Regions from separate parts of the Mus musculus genome. Here region 2 is linked to region 1. The links are chromatin contacts, called in public HiChIP or PLAC-seq maps. All regions are on one chromosome and are shown on one strand. Each heading gives the region's core, a stretch centred on a gene start, on an enhancer-like site or on the middle of the called end of the contact. The rest is flanking DNA. Distances are from core to core; before and after follow the strand shown. Region 1 holds the start of Qars (glutaminyl-tRNA synthetase). Region 2 holds the start of Slc25a20 (solute carrier family 25 (mitochondrial carnitine/acylcarnitine translocase), member 20).

Region 1 (5,391 bases), core at 1,061-3,560:
GCTCGTTAAGGATGGTTGTGAGCCACCATGTGGTTGCTGGGATTTGAACTCTGGACCTTCGGAAGAGCATTCGGGTGCTCTTACCCACTGAGCCATCTCACCAGCCCGTTTGTTTGTTTTTTTTGACAGGGTTTTTCTGTATAGCCCTGGCTGTCCTGGAACTCACTTTGTAGACCAGGCTGGCCTCGAACTCAGAAATCCACCTGCCTCTGCCTCCCGAGTGCTGGGATTAAAGGGGTGTGTCACTACACCCAGCACACTGCAGCTATTTTATTTTTATTTACTTTTTAAATTTTTTTTTTTTTTTGAGACAGGGTTTCTCTGTGTAGCCCTGGCTGTCCTGGAACTCACTTTGTAGATCAGGCTGGCCTTGAACTAAGAAATCAGCCTGCCCTCGCCTCCCAAGTTTGCGATTAAAGGCGAGCGCCACCATGCCCGGCCCTATTTTTATTTTTTATTTTTTGAGACAGGATTTCTCTGTGTAGCCCTGGCTGGCCTCAAACTCACAGAGATCCACCTGCCTCTGCCTCTCAAGCGCTGGGATTAAAGTTGTGTGCCACCACTGCCCGGCGCACTACAGCTATTATCAGGATTACCCTCTGTTTCACACTGTCCCTACCTTAGAAGTCCCATGGAGGGATTTGCTTGTGGGTTGTTTGCCTGTGTGTGTGATATTTGGCAGCTCTGAAATGGCTAAGAGTGGCACTAGACTTTACAGTTCTTATTAGGGGGAGCAGGCTGCCCATGAACTCACAGAGGTTGACTACCTTAGCCTGAGCACAGGGATTAAAGGCCTATGCCAACACGCATGCCATATTATCTTATTGTATGGGTATTTGTATTTATATGAGTATCAATCACATGTATGGTGCCACAGGGGGCCAAAAGAGGGCATTAGATCTCCTGGAACTGGAGTTAGAGTTTGTTGAGAGCCATCATGTGGATGCTGGGAACTAAACCCTGATGTTTTCCAAGACCACAAAGTGCTATTAATTCAATTTAGAAATATAAAACTGTGTGTGTGTGCAATATTCTGAGTCAGTTCTCTCCTGCCACTATGTGTGATCTAAGGACCTAGAACCCTGTTTGTGGAGACCTGAGGAGGGCACTGGATCCCCTGCAACAGACAATACATATATTTTAACCACTTTGTGGGTGCTAGGAATTGAACCCAGGTTCTCTGGAAGAATAGGCAGTGCTCTTCTTCTTCTTTATTTATTTATTTTGGTTGTTACAAGACAGGGTTTCTCTGTGTAGTCCTGGCTGTCCTGGAACTCACTCTGTAGACCAGGCTGACCTGAAACTCAGAGATCCGCCTACGAGTGCTCTTCTTTGTTTTTTTGAGACACGGTTTCTCTGTATAGCCCTGGCTGTCCTGGAACTCACTTTTTAGTCCAGGCTGGCCTCGAACTCAGGCCTCTGCCTCCTGAGTGCTGGGATTAAAGGAGTGAGCCATCACCGCCCTGCCGGAGTGCTCTTCTTAAATGCTGAGCCATCTCTCCAAGCTCCCAGGATATTTTTTATCTACTCCTTGACAATTTCATATATGTGAACAATGCATCTTTTTGTTTTCTTATTTTTCGAGACATAGTCTCACTATGTGACCCAGATGGCCTTGAACTTGCAGAGAATTCCCCTGTTTCTGTCTCTGGAATTAAAGGAGTATACCAAGTCTCTCCCACTCCAGAACACCTGCCTCTTACTCGCCCAAGAAACCTCAACAGGTTTGTCTTGGGTACCCAGTTGGTCCAATCAGTGCTTCCTGTGGCATGTTGATGCACCTTGTTTGCATAAGATTTTAAAGAAATCATAGACCTTCCTATGAAGTCCCTTCTGGCCTTTCTTTCGCTTCTCCTTGCTGTGTCCCAGTACGCACTTAAAAAGTACCAGGTTTATGTGGTCCCTAGGTAGGTCATTCTATATATTTTCTGCAGTGATGTGGACCAGGAAATTCAGGGAATTCATTTATGTTGCCATGACAACCCCAAAGCTGTGACGTTGAAAAACGCGGCCGGAACTTTTGCTCTCCGACAAGAGGATAGTGTCGGGTTCCTTGGGCTGAGGGGGGAGAGGCCACGCCTGAGTCTACCTGCAGCTTTGTTGCTAAACACTTTCCCTTTCCACGCCCATGGCAATTTTTTTAAAGTCGCACGGACCCAACCCTGTCAACTGCCTAGAACCGGGAAGGCGGAAGCTAACTGCCTGGAAAAGCCAGTCCGCTCGCTCTCTGACTCATAAATGGCGTTGACTACCTGGCTGGCCCCGCCCCTTTCACCGAGGAAGGCCACCATTGGTTCTCTTCAAGGCTTCGTACTCCTATTGGTCAATGAGCAAAGGTCGCTGTTCAGATGAGGCCCAAAGTTTCTTTTGGTTTCCGGTGTGCCTGCTATGGCTACTCCAGATTCGCTAGCGCTGTTCACCGGCCTTGGCCTTAGCGAGAACAAGGCCCGCGAGACGCTCAAGAACGAGGCTCTGAGCACTCAGCTGCGCGAGGCGGCGACCCAGGTGCGAGCCCTGTTCCCTGGCCTTAGCTGCTTGCTGTGCTCCAGAGCAACGTGGGACTGGGTCCAGATCTTGATTTGCTCCGGGTGTCCTGCTCTTGCCTTGTGGGAAGAGGAAGACACTTTAAAGTGATTCATCCTAACTCACTGGGAATGGATCTTTTTTCCCCCGGCCCCCTGACTCCAGGCACACCAGATTCTGGGTTCTACCATCGACAAGGCTACTGGGGTCCTCCTATATGACTTGGTCTCCCGACTCAGGGATACTCGGCGTCGTTCTTTCCTTGTGAGCTATATAGCCAATAAGAAGATTCACACGGGACTCCAGCTGAGCGGTGAGTCCCGTCTGTTTTACTAGTCCACCTTCAATCTCTTCTTTAGCAAAGACTCGAGTTTGCTTTTTCTGTCAAGTGTTGCTTTTTGGACAGCAGGTTCTGGACAGGCACTGAGGCATGGAGGTAGAGACCTCTGGTGTGGATTGCAGAGTTACCACAATGAGAAGCCTGCTTCAGAACACATGGCTTCTCTTTTCTCTGGTCTCAGTGCTTCTCTTCAGTGGTGCCAGGGCCTAACCTCTTAGGCATCTAAGTAACCGAAATAGTTACCTCTTCACTGTACTAAGGCCCTATCTACCCACTTCTTGGAGCTGACTTGTCTAGTTAATTGCCCCTCCGTTTTCAGCTGCTCTTGAATATGTTCGGAGTCATCCCCAGGATCCCATTGATACCAAGGACTTCGAGCAGGAGTGTGGCGTCGGTGTGGTGGTGACACCGGAGCAGATTGAGGAAGCTGTAAGTCCTCTCCTCCAGGCATCAGATATCTCCTCCTAGTTCTTCTGCCCCTGCAAAGGAGTGGTGTAGCTTTTCTCCACAGACCCACAGTGAGAGTGGCTGTTGGTCTCCTGACTGCTTCTGAAGAGGTGTTCATGAACCATATGGCTTGGCTTTCTGCAGGTGGAGTCCACCATAAATAAGCATCAGTTGCAGCTCCTAGCGGAACGGTACCGTTTCAACATGGGGCTGCTAATGGGTGAGTTGGATCTGGGGCAGGGAGTTACTTGGAAGTGCATCATTCTGATTGTTCCTTTCATTTTGGGCATTCATGGGAAGGGCGATGGGAGTGTGAGCAGGGACAGGGTGCTAGTGTTCTGACAGGGTCCTGGTCCTGAGTCAGCTGGGCCTTCTTTGAGGAGGGGAAGAAATCCTCCCTTTTCCTCCTTGCAGCTTCTTATGTTTATCCTCTTAGGAGAGGCTCGGGCTGCGCTCAGATGGGCAGACGGCAAAATGATCAAGAACGAGGTGGATATGCAGGTGGGCACCTCCCTAAGAAGATGCTCCGGAGATAAAGGGAACGAGACCCTGTCCTTCTTCTGACAGGGAAAGTGGAGCCCAGTGTGGAGGGAGTAGCGCTTAACTTGGGTCTCTGAGTGAGGGTGACCCCCTTTCTTGGGAAGCTGCTTCCTCCTCTCACATGTGCATGCTGTGGCCTTTATTGATATCTGGCAAAGAATCACAAGAGGACGATGACTGAGGTACATTGTTTATCGTGATGCTGGGCCCACGTTATTTATCTGTAAATGGCAGCACTCGTTCTCTGGGCCCAGGATAAGTCCTCAGAAAGGAAAAAGCATTCAAGGCCAGTAGAACCATGTGAAGAAGCCAGCTGGGCAGAGGCAGGTGGATCTCTATGAGTACTAATCTGGCCCTCATAGTGAGTTCCAGACCAGCCGAGGATATATAGTAAGATCCCATGTCAAACAGCAAAACATGTGATGAGATACAGCGGGATGGGGTGGATAGGTTGGCTGGCAGAAAAGCCAGGAAGCCCTTGGTTGTCGGGGAAGGACTCCATCAGGAGATTCTTGAGAGAGTACACCCTTGTCTGTATCTATCTGCTCAGGTGCTTCACCTTTTGGGGCCCAAGATGGAAGCTGATCTGGTGAAGAAGCCCAAGGTGAGGCTAGGAATTGCCCAAGATAACTGGGAGTGCAGTAGAACGAGAGAGACTTACAGCTGGAGAAGGGATCGTCTGAACCCATTTCATCAGCAGATCTTTCCTAGAAAGAATGATGTGATTTCTATGCCTTTCTTAGGTGGCAAAGGCACGGCTGGAAGAAACAGACCGGAAGACAGCAAAAGATGTGGTGGAGAAAGGTGAGAAGCCGAGGTTCCTGTTACATTCTGCTGCAGACTTCTGGGCATTCTATCTGAAGGACCTTACATACAGACTTCTCGGGCCCTCCCGTATTCTCATGACTGCGATTCCTGCTGTTGCCTTTGCATAGAGACCTGAGAAGTTTGGCTCTGTAGCTCTTGTCACTGGGAATTGGAGATGAGGGGTCACCTCAGATCTGGTTTTAGGATATTCATGGATATTTTCCTAGTGGGAATGATAGTTTCATCTAGAAGGCAAGGGCCGGGCGGTGGTGGCCCACACCTTTAGTCCCAGCACTTGGGAGGCAGAGGCAGAGGCAGAGGCAGAGGCAGAGGCAGGTGGATCTTTGGTTTGTAGCCAGCCTGGTCTACAGAGTGAGTTCCAGGATAGCCAGGGCTACACAGAGGAACAAATAATTTAAGAGATAATATTGTTTTTATACTAGGTTGTCTTAGTCATGCATATGACAGATAGTTCCACATTGTCAGGCCTTCTTTGTTAAAAATAGCTCATTAAAATATAACTTATGGGCTGGAGAGATGGCTCAGCGGTTAAGAGCACTGACTGCTCTTCTAGAGGTCCTGAGTTCAAATCCCAGCAACCACATGGTGGCTCACAACCATCCATAATGAGATCTGCTGACCTCTTCTGGTGTGTCTTAAGTCAGCTACAGTGTACTTACATACAATAGACAAATAAATCTTTTTTTTTAAAAAGACAGGAAAAAAAAAAGAAA
Region 2 (5,391 bases), core at 2,107-4,606, 150 kb after region 1:
TCTTAGTCAGCCAGGGCTATATGCCAAAGGACCTGTCTCAAAAACAAAAATATCTATGTAGCCAGAGCTGGCCTTGTCCTTTTCCTCTATGTACCATTGCAGATAGACATGTTCTACTATGCCTAATGTGGTGTGTGTGTGTGTGTGTGTGTGTGTGTTGGGGGGGTTGGTGGCAGAGGTAGGGTAGGGCTGCAGAGCCTGTGTATAGGCATGGACCTCAGAGGAGCCATCAGAGTCCCTTATTACTCTCTGCCTCATTCCTTTGAGACAGAGTCTCTTCCTGAACTTGGAACATGAGTTTTTGTGCTGAGCAGGCAGCCATCAACTCCCAGTGATCTCTGTTCCTGCTGCCTCCCTCCCACCCACCCACCTAATGCTGGGGTTACAAGGCAATCACACACCTTGCTCAGCTTGTTCTATCTGTGCTGCAATCAGGTCCTGAAGGTCGTGCAACAAGTTCTCTTAGCCACAGGGCCAAATCTCCCCCTTCCCCTTCCCCTTCCATTCTATAGGGGCTCATGATGCTGCCCACTCAGTCCTTTAAGAACCCATCCTTCATGCTGGCCGTGGTGGCACAGGCCTTTAATTCCCAGCACTCAGGAGGCAGAGGCAGGCGGATTTCTGAGTTCGAGGTCAGCCTGGTCTACAAAGTGAGCTCCAGGACAGCCAGGGCTACACAGAGAAACCCTGTCTCGAAAAGCCAAAAAAAAAAAAAAAAAAAAAAAAAAAAAAGAAAGAAAAAAGAAAAGAAAAGAACCTATCCTTCAGCATTCTCAGAGTGCTCACAACCATGTGTAGGGGTTGCTCTTTTTCCTGTGTCCCTCTTACCAGTTGTCAACCAGCCATGTTCTCAGACATTCTCCGAGCACCAAGGTGCAAGGAGACCAATAGCTGCTGCCCGTTTTTCCCTGGTGCCTCTGCTTCCTATTTCTTCTTCTGCCAAGTTCACACTCTCTAACCTGGGCTGCTATCATTATCTCAGCTGGCTTTGCTGCCCTAGTCTCTCCCCGACATAAACTGATTCAGTGAAGACAGACTTTCGATTGTGTCCCTGTTGGGTCTGAAATTCTTCCACCATGCCTCATTACCTCCTAAGAAAAGAGACAGGGGCTGGCGAGATGGCTCAGTGGTTAAGAGCGCCGACTGCTCTTCTGAAGGTCCCGAGTTCAAATCCCAGCAACCACATGGTGGCTCACAACCATCCATAACGAAATCTGATGCCCTCTTTTGGAGTGTCTGAAGACAGCTACAGTGTACTTACATATAATAAATAAATAAATCTTTAAAAAAAAAAAAAAAAAAAAAGAAAAGAGACAGGTGGGCTGGAGAGATGGCTCAGTGGTTAAGGACACTTCAACTGTCTGTAACTCCAGTTCCAGGCCATCTGAAACCCTCTCAGCAATGCACATAAAACATAAAATTAAATTTTATATATATATATATATATATATATATATACATATATATGACATGGTTTTTCTTTTTCTTTTTTTTTTGGTTTTTCAAGACAGGGTTTCTCTGTATAGCCCTGGCTGTCCTGAAACTCACTCTGTAGACCAGGCTGGCCTCGAACTCAGAAATCCGCCTGCCTTTGCCTCCCGAGTGCTGGGATTAAAGGCGTGCACCACCACGCCCGGCTATATGACAGTTTTTTTGTGTATTGTTTCAACTTCCTTGTCCTCCATTTTCCCATAGGTCTTTGGGACCAATCAACCGCCATCACTTCCTGATTCTAGTGTTCCTGACTCTCCCATCCCCTTTGAAGCCCTTGCTCATAGTGATTGCAGATTCTTTGGTCTCCTACTTCTTTGCTTATTTTGTAGGCCCTTCCTCATCTATTTGATCTCTAAACACTAGAAGGGGAAGGGTTTCAGGGGTTGTGAGGGTTCCCACTCTCTTGGTGATCTAATTTCACTCGTTAATACTGAATTTAACCACTAGCCCGAGCCTCTTTACAGAATCCTGGATCAGGAGATAGATCTATTAATAGAAATCTCAAACTAATTATGTCTAAAATGTCCTTTACCATCCTCTAATCTGCTTGACCCCATCTCTTCCCCAATCTCAGTTAAAGATGATGTCTTCTCTCTAGTTGCTAAGGCCAAAAACATTAGCATTGTCCCGTAAGCCTCTCTCACAAAACTTTTTCTAAAAAAAAAATATATATTTACTCATTTTTATTTTGTGTCCTTGAGTCTTTGCCTCCATGAATGTATGTGTGCTTGGTGCCCAAAGAGGCCCAAAGAGGGCATTAGGTCTCATGGAAGTATAGTTTCAGACAGTTCTGGGCTGCTACGAGGGTGCAGGGAACAGAACCCAGGTACTCTGTAAGAGCAGCCAGTTCTCTGAGCTGCTGAGCCAGCTTCTGCAGCTTCTGCATGAGTAGTGAGCAGAATGAATTTCCGTTCACTAACAGGTCCTTCGGGTTTTCCTTTAGAAAATATTCACCATTGGATCGCACCTCGTTAACAACTCTGCTATGTGCTGGTCCAAGCCAACATTTCTACTCATGACCTTTAACTTTCTCCAGCCCCCTGGATTTCCTCTGGCTGTTTTCACCAGCAGTTACAGCGATCCTGATTTTTGTCTGTTTGTTTTAAAATCCGATCTGAGATTGTTAGTCTCCATCTAAAACCTGTCATAGAAGAGACTGATGTCCTCACAGTTCCTCCTGATGAGTAGTCTCCGTTTCTCCTGTCCTCACTGGCTGCTCCACCATCCCACCGCACCCCATTCCCACCCCTGTGGCCTGTGGTTTCTCAGATTTGACAACACAGACATCTCAGAGTTTTCAAATTTTCTTTATCTTCTGCCAGAAAGGTCCTTCATCCTTTACCGGGTATCTTTAGACAGGACTCATTTCCATGCCCTAGATCTTAATCCTTTGCCTTCCTAATGAGAGCTTCTCTTGTTTAACAAATTAGTTACAAATTATTTGTCTCCCACACTTTACTTCTTCCCGGATTTATTTTCCTATAGAGCCATTTTTACCATAGGACATATGCCATTTTTAACTTAGTCAAGGCTTATCAAAGACAGGGACCTCTATGGGGTACCTCCACTCTTCAGCACCTAAAAAAAAAAAAGTGGCTGTCACGCAAAAGGGTGTATGCGACCTCTGGGGAGTGCACAGATGCATAGGACCACAGAGGACCAGAGAAAGAAAAAAACTCAAGTCCAAGAAGACTTCCTGGAGGAGTAAGTCCCTGACAATCATTCCCAAGCCCCTCCCATACATCATTAGGGAAAGAGCCCCGCCCACTAAGGAGGAGGGCAGCCGGAAGTAGACTTCAGGGCGGAAGCCAGGCTAGTACGACTGGGCCCTCTTTCCGACCTGCCCACGGCCCCGCCCACCTGAATGTAGGTGAAAGGTCGGCGGAGCCGCTCGGGCAGCGGAGCAAGACCAAGACTGCCCGGAGCTGACAGACAGACAGACAGAAGACTGAGCATGGCAGACGAGCCGAAACCCATCAGTCCGTTTAAGAACCTCCTGGCTGGCGGCTTCGGCGGCATGTGCCTGGTGTTTGTGGGGCACCCCCTGGACACGGTCAAGGTGCGCGGAGTGTGGACGGGGGCTTGTGGAGGAATGCCCCGGGGCGGTGTGTGTGTGTGTGGGGGGGGGGGGGGGGGTTACGTGGAAAGTAGGGACCGCCGCGAGGTGCTGCCTTTCTGAACAGAAGTGGAGCCGGGCTGATGGATGCTTCCTTCCGTGGGAAGTTTACAGAGGGTTGGTATGTAGTTTACTAGGAAGCGCTGCTTTACCTAACCCGGCCAGAGGCTCTGCATTCAACTCCCTGGCACCTCAAAACAATTTTTTTTTCCTCTCGAGAATCAATACGAAATAGACAGAGGCTGTACCTCGCGCCCTAAGAGCCCTACAGCTCCTATTTCAAGGTCTTCGGATGGCAGTCTTTTTTTGAGCCCTGCGCACTTCTTTGGAGATGAGAAAGAAAAAGCTGCTGTCTGTGCCCGGTTAACCCTGATATTGTTATAAAGATTGGAACAGGTTATCTGTAGACTTGACCTCCCCCACAAATTAAGGACAAAGGTGGCAGAGATGTCCTTTGACACAGTCTCGTAAAGCCGGTGTGTCCCATAGCCTATCTCTTGTGCACTTTTCTTTGCCTGAAGAGGCACCTGGCCATTTACAGCCAGTCATTCACTGCAGGGTAAGCTGCATAGTCACCCCCATAGCAAGCAATGACCAGCCAGGCTCAGGTGTGGAAATCGAGGGGACCTTTCTCTCCTCAGCCTTTTATTCTTCCTCTTGCTGTACTCTCAGCCAGGTCTTGTGGAGACTAAAATCTATATTCGATGACTTAGCTCATAGATGAGCTCATATAAGCTCGTAGCTTATAGGTTTCTTTTTTCTTCTTCTTCTTCTTCTTCTTTTTTTATGGACATAGACCTGAAAGGAAATGACAGGTCATAGCCAGGATGAGCCTGTGAGAAGAAGACATGAGTCTTTTGTGTGTGTGGATGGCGTGTTGCTGGGGGCTGGAAGCCAGAGAAGATGTGAATCTCATAAAGGTGGTAACCTCGGTTGGGGGCTTGATAGGATGTCAGATCCAGTTTCCTCTGAAAGAGAACAGTATCCAAGGGCTCTTCCTTGGCAGGCTTGACAGCAGGCTATCTCACGGCCTCTGTTCAAAGTGAGGCTCACCACAGACAGCTCATCCCGAGGAGACTCTGTAGTGTTCATCTGTGAGAAATCAGATCCTATCAGTAGCAAAGGCTGTGCTTCTTATTCTTAGTGCTCCTAAGACAGTGGCAGGTTCAAGTAGCTCTGTCTAGCAAGGGGGAGTTTGTTTGGCCTTTATTTCTAATCTTATTCTACAGAGGCAGAAATCTTGTCCTGCACACCTGAGACTTTTAAAAAGCAATATCCTGACTCCTTATATAAGTGTACTCCTCTCTCGTCTCCTCTTGCTCTTGATGTTACACCCAGCAAGGGCCTAGTGACCTCTGTACAGGATTATAAACGACTGAAAGTGCTCACTGGAGTCTTGACAGAGAGGATTTTCCTTTGCAGTATAAACCAAACCCATGGCTGACCACTGTCCTTTTGACCTCGGAAAGCTGGGTGGTTACCAACTAAAAGCTGATGCTTTTGTGATTTGGTGTTTGTTTTTGTATTTGTTTTTATTTGTGTTTTTTTTCCCCTTTGAAGACACAGTCTCATGTATCCAATGCTGGCCAAAAACTCAAAATGAAGCAATTAACCTTGAATTTCTGCCCTCCTGCCTCCCAGGTACTTGAAGGTTCTTTCAAGGTTTCAAAGAAACTAAGCCTTGGCCCCTATGTCCTGGTCAGTAAGAATTGCCACACTTTAGAACTGGGGCGGGGAAAACATTTTACAGACAGTAGTGTTGGAGCAGGCATTGAAAAGCT

The links. HiChIP or PLAC-seq counts read pairs in DNA pulled down with a chosen protein or histone mark.
Region 2: an H3K27ac HiChIP or PLAC-seq map of embryonic stem cells shows a contact between it and region 1, with 9 read pairs. The contact joins the promoter of Slc25a20 here to the promoter of Qars in region 1. A contact is called at or near these places in 4 of 39 promoter capture datasets (3T3-L1-derived adipocytes, erythroid cells, liver and 1 more), 3 of 484 Hi-C or Micro-C datasets (CD8 T cells, embryonic stem cells and nephron progenitors), 4 of 115 datasets of contacts at active chromatin or transcription factors (the SCID.adh cell line, embryonic stem cells and trophoblast stem cells) and 4 of 9 other capture datasets (adipose tissue, liver, macrophages and 1 more).

The regions. Positions count from the first base shown.
Region 1 is chr9:108,505,695-108,511,085 of GRCm38.p6, forward strand. Qars (glutaminyl-tRNA synthetase) reads left to right here and starts at 2,311. Exons shown (of 24, transcript NM_133794.2): 1 at 2,311-2,505; 2 at 2,689-2,836; 3 at 3,183-3,292; 4 at 3,455-3,530; 5 at 3,747-3,811; 6 at 4,401-4,454; 7 at 4,594-4,654. The coding sequence starts at 2,389.
Region 2 is chr9:108,658,780-108,664,170 of GRCm38.p6, forward strand. It overlaps Slc25a20 (solute carrier family 25 (mitochondrial carnitine/acylcarnitine translocase), member 20), which reads left to right and starts at 3,357. Exons shown (of 9, transcript NM_020520.5): 1 at 3,357-3,553. The coding sequence starts at 3,449.